2 separate regions of the Gossypium hirsutum genome follow, and region 1 is linked to region 2. A link is a contact called in public Hi-C data. All regions are on one chromosome and are shown on one strand. Each heading gives the region's core, a stretch centred on a gene start, on an enhancer-like site or on the middle of the called end of the contact. The rest is flanking DNA. Distances are from core to core; before and after follow the strand shown. Region 1 holds the start of LOC107957327 (protein trichome berefringence-like 7). Region 2 holds the start of LOC107957328 (zinc finger protein 8).

Evidence for each region. Hi-C and Micro-C count contacts between places; a contact is called where the count stands out from the background.
Region 1: a contact with region 2 is called in a Hi-C map of leaf, with 2.8 times the contacts expected there. The contact joins the promoter of LOC107957327 here to the promoter of LOC107957328 in region 2. A contact is called at or near these places in 2 of 34 Hi-C or Micro-C datasets (both in leaf).

What each region holds. Positions count from the first base shown.
Region 1 is chrA05:56,936,727-56,942,426 of Gossypium_hirsutum_v2.1, forward strand. LOC107957327 (protein trichome berefringence-like 7) reads left to right here and starts at 1,627. Exons shown (of 3, transcript XM_016892831.2): 1 at 1,627-2,845; 2 at 3,330-3,488. The coding sequence starts at 2,031.
Region 2 is chrA05:56,661,044-56,667,221 of Gossypium_hirsutum_v2.1, forward strand. It overlaps LOC107957328 (zinc finger protein 8), which reads right to left and starts at 4,017. Exons shown (of 1, transcript XM_016892832.2): 1 at 2,792-4,017. The coding sequence starts at 3,584. The coding sequence ends at 2,853.

The sequences.
Region 1 (5,700 bases), core at 377-2,876, 270 kb after region 2:
CCCTTGAGCCATTTCTTTCTAATTTTATCCATACATGACCATTTTTGTCCAAAAATTTAGAAATTGGGAAAGTTTCTCTTTAAGACCTTCTAATTAATAATCTAAAACAATTTCATACAAATTGCTTCTAGAATCCAAGTTTTGCAATTTATTCAATTTGGCCCTTATTTTCCAATTGGACACTTTACTCATAGAATTTCTTCATGAAACTTTAACACATGCATATTCTCATATTCTAGACCTCATAATAATCATAAAAAAATTCAACATTGGATTTGTGGTCCCGGATCACTGTTTTGACTAGGCCCTATTTTAAGATGTTACAGAATAGGTTTGGATGTTGGTTAATGCATGGCTTGGAACCTAAGAAAGGGTGCGTGACATGGCTTGTGATTGAAGGTGTTTTTGGGTATACGCGGCCTATGACACAATCTCCCACATGGTTGTTTGCCCCACGCAATTGTATGACACGATCGTGTACTTAATTTTGGTGATTTTAAGTTCACATGGTCTCCGAAAGTTACACGGCCTGCACAAGGAGTTACATGGTTTGGCCAGATGACCATATCTCTACACCACATAGGCTAAGCCCTGTTACATAGCCTGACCACACGACCGTGTGACCTTTGTTTTCAGTTTTACCTTATTTTCATATTTTTTATTTAATTTAATCCTTGGTTGTTTCTTAATAACTTTTAATGCTTTGTAGGCTCGATTTAAGTCTCGTTTTAATTTGAATGACATGTTAATTGATTAAAATTATTGATGATTGATTTAAAAGTAATTTTTTTATTTGAAATAATCTATGTTTGTTCTGTTAATTGTTGTAACTTCCCATAACCCTAATTTAGTGATGAAGACGAGTAAGGGGTGTTACAAGTGAATTAAAAAAAATATAGAATTGAGGGGTTTTAAATAGTTTTTTTTTAACCATTGGGGTGGGAAGTTGCTGTTGTAATTAGACTATTGTGGGGTAGCCATTAGGGAAAACACGCTGAGCTGGTAGCCTTTTGCTGATAGAGCAGGAAAGCGTGTCTAGCTAGAAGCGGTTTCTTACAACATTAGCTGAAAATGCATTCAGCTCAGCTCATTTTCTTGCAAAGTACGCTACAAACATATCCAGCACAACACGTTTTAAAAAAAAATCGGCTTAATCCCATAAATATTTTAAAAAAGGCCTAATTCAATAAATATTAAAAAAAGAACATTTTCTGTTAATTCACTCTTATTGCCGTGCATATAACTTTTTTTTAATATTTTTAATTATAATATATATAAATATTATTTTTTATCTTAATTTACATTACTTGCAATACAAGCTTTCATGTACTTTAAAAATAAGAAAATCACTTAAAAATTAAAAATTTATAACATTGAAAATATTTGTTCCTTTTTTAATTATAAACTTCAAATCATTGTTTTTAAATTAAAAAATTATTTTAATCATCAAACATTGAAAAATTTGTAAAAAAAAGTTTAGCAAATATATTTAACATAAGAAAACTATTTTATGTCTATAAAAAATTTTAAAAAATTTCATCCACTTCAAAAAATACTTATGTCTGCAAATATATTATCAATAAAAAAACTAAATAATAAATAAAATTGCTAAAAATATTGTTAGGCGTTAGATAGCGAGCTGGTGCTAGGAGCTTCCGCTCTTTATTACCATGTTTGCCCTTTTAAGATTGCGGTTCTTACATCATGTTCAGAACTACTATTTGAATACCCAAAATGCCCTCACCTTCCATCTTTATTTCATTATTCCCAACTACCTTGCTTGCAGCTCCTGCTTGAGTTTGCAGATGCCCGGTTGCGTTGGAAAAAAACAACTGTAAGATTTTATCTTTTTGAGAAAAAAATATGGGATCTTGAACTTCAAGTGCTTTTCATTTCGATTGCATGATTTATATACTGATGCTGCTAATTTGGGTTACTTAGCTTTACTTTGTCGTTCATTTCTGAATTCTGATTAGAAGTTGGCTAGTTCTTTATGGTAATCAGTGTACATTTCCGAAAAGATAGCTGAGATGTTGGGTAATTTTGAGGTTGAACAGTGTTCATTTAGCAAGTTGAGACAATTTCATGAAAGGGTTTTGAGTTTTAGTGACAGATTTGTAAAGATTCACTGTAAGCATTGTGTTTCTGAATCAATCAGTGCACTTATTGTTATTGGTTTAATTTTATCGTTCCTTTTAGCAATGATATGCACATATTTTCATGTCTTTCCAATATATCAGCCAGCTGTTCGTACTTATACAGTTCATGAGTCTGATGATTTAGTTGCCAAATGCAATGTTTTTTATGGCAAATGGATCCCTGATGAAAGTTACCCTTTATATAATGCTTCACAATGTCCTTTTGCTGAGCGTGGGTTTGATTGTGTGGTTAATGGAAGAAGAGATAGGGGTTATCAAAAATGGAGATGGCAGCCTAAAAACTGTGAAATTCCAAGGTTTAATGTGCAAGAGATCCTTGGAAAGCTTCATGGGAAACGGATTGTTTTTGTTGGTGATTCATTGAGCAGAACACAATGGGAGTCTATGATATGTTTGCTTATGCAAGGTGTGCAGGATAAGAGGAATGTCTATGAAATTAATGGAAATAAGATCACTAAGCGAATTAGGTTTTTAGGAGTGTATTTCAGTTCATATAATTTACGTATTGACTTTTATCGGTCAGTTTTCCTAGTGCAGCCTGGTTCAGCACCAAGGCATGCACCTAAGAGGGTTAAATCAACAGTCAAACTTGACAAGCTGGATGATATGAGCAAGGAGTGGATTGACTCTGATTTCTTGATATTTAATTCAGGTCATTGGTGGACGCCAACTAAGCTTTTTGATATGTAAGTTATCTAGATATCTTTAACTGCATATATTGGTGTTCTTTGGTGGATGCAACAGAAATTTTCCAGTTAAAATTTTGGTTTCAATTTTTAGTTCATTTAGTTTCATGAAAGTTTACTTGCATCAATTTATGTTCCAAGCTGAGTCATTAAAACTTGATATATGTCTTAATGTCTGAGTCATTGTTTTTTAGGTGGCAATGCATCAAAGGTTGCTAATGCACAGGCATGGTAAATTTGCAATAATGTGATTTGTGTTGATATATATCTTTTCATCTATTTCTATGTTTACCAACCTATATGATATGTTCTGCTTGTTTGAATTTACACCTATAGTGCAGTTTATGCCTCATTTTCTCCTTGCTGTTCTAATATAGTGACAAAGTACCGAACTGTTCGCACTGTTGCTTTTAGGACTAAATTACAAATCTATATGCATGTTTCATTTTTATGTAGAAATCTCCTAACAGAATTTACCAGACAGGGGTCGCTATTTTCAGGCAGGTAGATCACTAAAGCTTGGAATGGGGATCGCATCTGCCTTTAGAACTGCATTGGAGACATGGGTATCTTGGGTTGAGTCTTCAGTCAACAGAAACAGAACTAGGGTGTTCTTCCGGACTTTTGAATCTTCGCATTGGATGTAAGCCATTCTACTTTCTACCAGGTTTTTTCCTTTTGTCTTTTTGCTTTAGAAAATAAGGCATCTACAAAGCAAGTATTCCACCTTAGCTGAAAAAGATAATAATTATTTGGGTGCTAAGTTGGGTGATGCATAAAGACAAAAAAATTTTGTGTGTTTAAAAGTTGTTACTATAAACATTATTTTAAACAAAAAGAGCAATATAGCATTCTCAATTCTAGTGATGAGCTTAGTTCTTCTACATTAGAACCTCCAGGTTTGGAAAGGCTTTGGCTTCAATGTGTCAACGTATGGCTTTGCATTTTTGTCATGGTAAATTAAGAAGAGTAAATTGAATGGAAATTTTGCAAGATTTTTAGGTGAAAAAGAAAAAACTGAATGATATGCCAAACTTTTTTGCCTGTTGAAATTATAATATAAACACTATTTTTCAAATGATACTTCTTTATTTATTTAATAACTAAACACTTCAGTTATGCCATATTGCTATGATTTAAATTTTTTTTTTTTTGAAATACTCATATCTGACACATATTAGATATAAGCATGTAGACATTGAGAAAAATCAAAAGAAGTGAACATACTCGTACTCATATCGAACCAAAGCATAAAACCCCTTCTAAAAAGTATAAGAAGAAGATATACCATTGAAAAGGGCAATTAAAATTGATCTAAAATCATTACTTACAACAATATGTCCAATTAAGACGTTAAAGAAGTATGGAATTTCACATATTATATTATATTACAATATCTTCAGCTTTTAGTTGACGTGGTCAATTTAATTTTTAAAATAATTTAAAAGCTTGGACTTTGGTAGTAGCATAAGTATTTAAAATAAGATTAAAATATGCTTCAAATTTATGTACTCTTGTATATTAGGAATTTAGTCTTTTTATTTTTATATTAAGGATTAAGTTTCTAAAAAATAAAACAAAATAGAAAAGCTTTTTAAAAATATTTAAAACATTTATTATAAATAGATTTCATAAATAACAAATTAATGAATGCCATAAATACTTTTTCATCTGTTTAATCTAGAAAATTGTATATATCATGCATATATAATAATTTAATACGTTATTTTTATCAAATAAAATATTGAATTACAAAAATATAAAAGAAATTATAAATTTTTTTATAATACCAATCATATAATTAAATTTATGTAAAATTATATAATAATTTAAATATATTTTAATTGAAACATTTACTCATGTACAAAACATTTACTCAAACCCATGTATCGCTGGTAAGAAAATTAGTACATATATATAAGATGTACAAAATTTATCCTCTTTTGCAACATTTACTCATTACACAAAAGAAGTAGGAGATGTAAAAGAAAAAAAAGTATATACGAGCATACGTGTTTTTAATTGCTGGATGAAAGAAAAAAGAAATAAATCTCAAAACTATATTTGGACATTAATTTAATGTCTAATTTTTATACTTAAAATTTGAAATTTGATGTTGCACAAATTTATATATGTAACTTTAATTTGATTCATTTTTAATAAATTATTAACTCAAATTGATATAACATACATAAATAATTATATTTAGGGTAATCTATAAAAATAGTCACTTTTGTTTGCCTCAGATTACATTTTAGTCACTTATGTTTGAAATGTTACGTTTTAGTCACTTATGTTATTATTTTGTTACGAAGTGATCACTCTACCGTTAAGTTCCGTTATCTCTCTAAAGGTAATCCTACGTGGCAGTCCAACTAGATTTTAGATGTTAACTTGAATTTCTAAATGGGATGAAAATAGATTTTTAATTAAAAAATTTAATTAATTAAAATTTTTAAACCTTAACCTTAACTAAAAAAACTGTTCATCTTCTCTTTTTAATTTTTCTTCAGTCTCTTCTTTTTTTCAATGATTTTTTTTTTCATTTGACTGGAAAAACTATTATTAAGATCAAAATAATTGAAATCAAATTGATTGCTTCATAAAGATGGAGGTATGTCTCCTTCGCATTCCTCTATCTTTTTTATTCAATACTGAAAAATAAAAGATTGAATTTTTTATTATTTAATAAAAATCCTAAATTAAAATTATTGATATGAATATTAACAATTAAAAGAATTTTAGATAAAAAAAAGGGATACCCACAAAGGGATGTGAACAAACAAGCCGATTCAGATCAGAAAAAATCAGATTGAGACACTAATTATTCAAGAATGTGAAGAATTGGAAAATAC
Region 2 (6,178 bases), core at 2,767-5,266:
TTAGGTAAAGACTAAATATCATTATTTTACAAAGCAAATTATATAATTTTGAGAATATTTTTATTTTTAATCTTATATTAAAAAAACACATAATAAGATTAACTAAAATATTATTATAACAAAAACCTTTTTATGTTAATCTTTTATAAATATATTTTTTATATAATTTTATTGTTGATCTTTATCAATCTAGCTTTGAAGTGTTTGTGTTTTATATTTTCAGAAAAAAAATAAAATATATAAGTATGATTTCTTAAATATGCAATTTAAACATAAAAAATATCTATATCGATGACATAATTAGTTCGATTATTATCTCAGGCAGGATGTTGCTGCTTGCTGTCATTATTTCACATAAACATAAACTCCCTTTCTTGTTTTCCGCTATCAGTTTCCTTTGATAAGGATCTTGAAACTCGAGCAATTTTCTCACAGGATTCCCCCATAAAAACTTCCTTCATTCTCTTAATCGCAGGCACAAAAGGCAACCATGGTATAACGGAAAAGGTTAGATATTATAAAGATGGCAGAGACTACCTTTGTTCCCTTCATCTTTACTACGAAACAAAACAAAACAAAACAAAACAAAGGACACGAAAACTTTTTTGACGGGAAGCTTTGGGTGTTTTACCATTTTTAATAGCCATGAAAGCTTGGATGAGATTATATTGTTGTCCTCCTCCCACTGCTATGAGAAATCAAAGAAAAAAATGTATATTTGTTCGCAGATTTTAAGGCAAAAAGATGAACTGACCCATCCCCTGCTAAGCCCCTACATCTTTTCCAGCAGCAGACAATTAATCCATCATCTGTTTACTTTATGTAAGAATGTTATGTCCTCCATTGCTATATAATCATTCTCTTCTCTTCCATATCTGACCTTTTTTTTTTTTCTTTTCAAAAAGTATATGGTCCCATCCCAAGATAATTTCATATGATTTCAAATCACAGGGAGATCAATTTCATTTTGATATTTATTTATTACTAGCAGCTTTCAGTTCAAACATATGTGTTTCTCTCTCTACTTACGTAGCGGTGAGTAAAATTTGATTCGATTCGATTCGAAAAACTTAGTAAAAAATTTAAATTTTGAATTAAATAGTTTGAGTTATTTTAGTTAATCAAATTATTTGAATTAACTTTGAATAAAAAATAATTTTTTTTGTTTAACTCAAATATGAATTACATAATTCGAGTTATCCTAAAATTTGAATAAGAAGAGACAAAACTACGTCGTTTTGATAAATATTTACCTTTTCTAAAGTTAAAGTCAAAACCATTAAGTTAAAAGACAAAATTACGTCGTTTTGATAAATATTTACTCATTAAGTTAAAAGGTAAAATAATTATATTGTTTATGTAATTAAATAATCTTGTACTTCGTTTACTAATTAAATAATCGGCCAATGTAAACGAAACATTGAGTATAAATAATATAATTTGTTAACTCGACTCGACTTGACTCGATTCGATTTGATTCAAAAAAATTTAAATCGAGTTCGATTGCTAAAATAGGATTCGTTAACTCGACTAACTCGAATTTTTTTTACTCGATTCAACTCGACTCGATCGAATACCTCCCCTTCACATATATATTAAGCTGTGGCCATAAAATTGCCACCATTGTTTACTCATTAAGTTAAAATGTAAAATAATTATATTGTTTATGTAGTTAAATAATCTTGTACTTTATCTACTAATTAAATAATCGGTCAATACAAACGCAATATTGAGTATAAATAATATAATTTGTTAACTCGACTCGACTTGACTCAAAATTTTTTACTTGATTTGATTTGATTCAAAAAAATTCAAATCGAGTTCGGTTGCTAAGATAGAATTCATCAACTCGACTAATTTAAATTTTTTTTACTCGATTCAACTTGACTCGATCGAATACCTACTTCTACACACTTAAATTAAGCTGTGGCCTTAAAATTGCCACCATTGTTCTTTCAGCTTCTGGTCTAATGACAGGAGGTTCCACCGCAAACATTCATGCCGATCGTCAGACATCATTTAAAATTTGATTGCCAAACATATTAATAAATATGCCCCCACCCCCCACCCTCTCCACCCTCCAAAAAAAATCTTATCTCTCTTTCTTTGTTCACTTAAATATTCTGATTAAATACGATCTGCAAGAACAAAAGGAAATGAACAATGTAATAAATTTTGGCGACCAATGTCCTATGGCTATCCTACACCTGAAAATGCCATGAAAGAAACAAAATATGAATCTTTTACATGGCATTTTTCATGCAAGGAACAGGGCATATATAGTCAGGGAAAAAGAAAAATAAAAAGAAACACTTAATTTTAACTGTTTACTCTTTATTTTCTCTCTATTGCTGTATCAGAACGAAAACCCACACCTTAAATCTGTTGATATATCTCTTTCTATCAACGTCTTCGCCTGTTTTCAGACGGACAGCATAGAGTATATATTTATGTACACGTGTGTAGCTACAGTGTTGTTCATGTGTTCCTCTCACTGATAGCCACCTCGAAATCAATATTCCTCACACGTTAGAAAGTTTCAGAAATAGGGAAGACATCGATCGCAACTGTAAACATGTTCTTTTAGATTAAAGGATAACAGAAATTTTACCAACCCAAATGAAATGCCCTAATGAAGATCAGATTGAAAGTGTTTTTTTTTTTCATTGAAGTAGGTTTTCTTGTCAGCTAGCTCATGGCTTCGAGATTAATGACATTTACTAGGAAATCATACTAAAAAGAGTAAAATCCAGGATGTTAGAAGCAAGGAGTTATAAATAACCATCTCATCTTGCACTGCAATGATTTTGTTTCTCTTCTCGGTTAATAAAAAGTTATTAGGAAATTAATTATTACAGATGTAGATCCAAACTCACATGGTCTTGCACTCTTGGATTTGATTTATAAACGTACCGGCTCCGGGAACTTGAACCACCTCCACCAACAACTTGCGAGTGCTTCAATTCTTCACCAGCAAAAAATGGAGACGGTTGCGATGATGATGATGAAAGGTCGGGATAGAAATTAGATGAGTTTCTTTGAACCGTAGCAGGGGTTCTCCATAACCCCAGTGGGCTACCACTGATGGGTGGCTGAGGAAAAGAGCTTTGGTTCCCATAAAACCTACTGCTAGTACTGTTGTTCCACGAAGGGTAACTCGCCGTAGCTTGTGTTGGAGCTGAGGCTAGCCTGTAGTTAACGAAGCCGTAAATCTGAGCATCAGATAAAGAGTTTTGCACCATTGTTGACTGAAGATGAGCGCGTTTCGCATGTTGGCGTTCCCTTTTGTGAGCGTTTTGGTGACCGCCTAAAGCTTGGGAAGTCGGGAAGTTTCTACAACAATAGTGACATTCAAACCTTCTGCTGTTCTCTCCATTCTCGTTCTCCTTGGTTGTATCATCGTTGTTCCCTGCTGAGTCTGACTCGTTCCTAGCCATAGCCGAGCCTGAGTGACCACCATTGAATTCTTTGCCGAACAAACGAAAAATACCCCTTTCTTTTATAGGGGCAGGACGGATAAATGGAAGCTGAGAGAAGGATTCAACGTTCATGAAGTCGTGAGTTTCCCTTTCGTTCTTCTCCATGAAGAAGAGAAACAAAGAGAGGGCGGTGGCTGGGTTTTAATTTCTCCGGAGAGAGCTGAAATGATTAAGGGAGAGAAGGGGAAGGTAGCTAAGAGAAAGGGGAGAGGGTGGGGCCTACAAAGAGGGAATGGAAGAGAGAAGCATATACAAATGAGAGGTGACCCATGGCAATGGTAATGGTCATGAATGATCTGAGAGTGAGGGCTGACAAGGAAGGCCACAAGTTTCTGGTCAGATATGAGAGTGGCATTGGCAGTTTGGGTTGTCAAAATACTACCTTGGCTACCTTTCGCTTAAATTTTTTTGTTTGTTTTGGAAAGTTATTCTGCTACCCACGTCCTAAGATCTTGAAAATTTATGTTTTCACTCCCACCTGCATCATTACGGAAAATTCTCAATTAAACAATATCAGAAAAAGTTATTAAGTATGCATATCACTATATTTGACCTTTTATTTCTTAGAGATGCACATTATATTTGAAATTTATTTTCTCCCCAAACATGTCATATATCTATGTTTATTTTTAAAAGGTTTGAAAAGATTGAATTTCTCATTCATTAACTTGTATAGATATATAGACTTTTTGTGCATAAAAATATAAACTATATATACATTTGTGTGCATAAAAATATAAACTATATATACATTCTTTTATACCAGTTCAGATTGTTTGTTTGTCCACATTGTAATTCTTGTTTATTTCTATTTTTCAACAAATATGATCAAATGAATATTATAATGTTTAACGACTAAAATATGAAATTTACAAAATTTTCAAAGTATATTTAGAATATTTTTTCATTGCTTTTAATTTTTATTTTTTTGGATTTTTTACACTATTTTATTTATTTATTTATTTATGATATTAGGCAAATATTGATGTGGGAAGCAAATGACATGTGAGATCACATGCAATAGCAGAGTGATTATAAGTCAAAAACAAAAGAGTCACCATCCTAAGAAACCCTAATTCTCTACAAGTAGTAATGAATAAGGTTTTTCTTTTTATCTTTTTCGTTATGGTTATGGGAGGGTGTGGGGCTAACAAAGCTTTTCCTCTCGTGTCAGGATGCAGTGTAGACGAGCGTTGATTTGTCTGGTGTGGGCACATAAGGGAGGGGTCGCTATCTCGTAGTTCCCTACCTCTCTCTTTCCCATTAGGTGGCTTGAATGAAACCTGTCTTTGGGAGACCCCTCCCACTTCTCTCTTTCTCTTTTCTCTCTCTCTCTCCCCTTTCTTTCTCCTGCAAAATCTAACATGTTCCCTTATGTGGACCAAATGTTAGATGTAGAGACTTCACGCTTTTCAAACTAAAGCTTCTTTGCTTCATCAATGTCCTAATCATTATTGCTAGGGTTTGTTTGGATATATATAATACACACGTATATGCGCAACAATATTTATAAATTCCATGTACAAACTTTCAACAAAATTCTAAACAAGGTGAAAAGTAAATAATTTAAGTTTGTATTTCTTACTACACATTTGTATTCATACAAACAACTTTTTTTACATTTTTTTCTCTTTACAGATTGTCAATGCAATGTTTGGGTTGTGGTAATGGTTAATGGTTGTTGACATGATAGTGGTGGTGCCGAAAGCCGTAATGGGAGGTTTGGAAATTTGAGGATTGCATGAAAGAGTAATAGAGTCAAGTGGGAGTATGGTTAAATTTGTGTTATGCCCCTTTCTCTGCGTGATGGAGTCTTTTATACGAGAGAAAAGGAACCTGGTGGGCCATCATGGAATGATGCACTATCCCATTGGAGGATAAGCTGAATTTACGGCCCAAGGCTTATCCTTCAACTATGCTCATTTAACAAGCCTATAGGTTACATAATTTGGGGTTTAATCTTGAATGCTTATGGTTCAGGTCAGGCTTAAGTATAATATTAATATATTTTATATTTATTTAAACTCGACTCGACTTAAGATATGGGCCTAAAATTTTACCCAAACCCGCCCATATATGCAAAAAATTAATACAAGTCTATTTTAGGCATACGCATATTATTTTTAATTTTTTAAAATATTTATATTATTTTAATTTATTTTAATAATTAATAATTTTATATATTTCTTATTTATTGAAATTTTTTATATAGTTATTTTAATATTATTTTGATATTTACATTAGAGTAGTATTATATATTTAGTATAAATTTATTTTTTAATGTGTTATAAATTACATAATATATAAAAATAACATAATATAAGGCCTTATAGACTTAAAAATAGGTTGGGCTCGAGCCTTAAAAGGTTCAAGCCTGACCTCGACCCATATTTTAAACGAGTCTAATTTTTTTGCCCAATCCAATTTTCCAGGGCTAATATTTTTACACAAACCTTCCTAAATTTCGAGAGAGATTTTGAGCCTGGGCGGGTAGCCCGACCCATGAACAAGTCTAAATGGGATTTGGGCATCCTTGGCGTTGAGTAAGATTATCAAAATTTTGATTCTTTGTTTCGAGAAAATAAAGAAAACAAATCTTGTTCTAACACAAACAAATTTGAAGATTTCAAGTTTCAAGAAATCAAGATTCCAATTCTTGGAAATCTTGGTTCAAGAATGAATATCTTAAATTGAGAAAT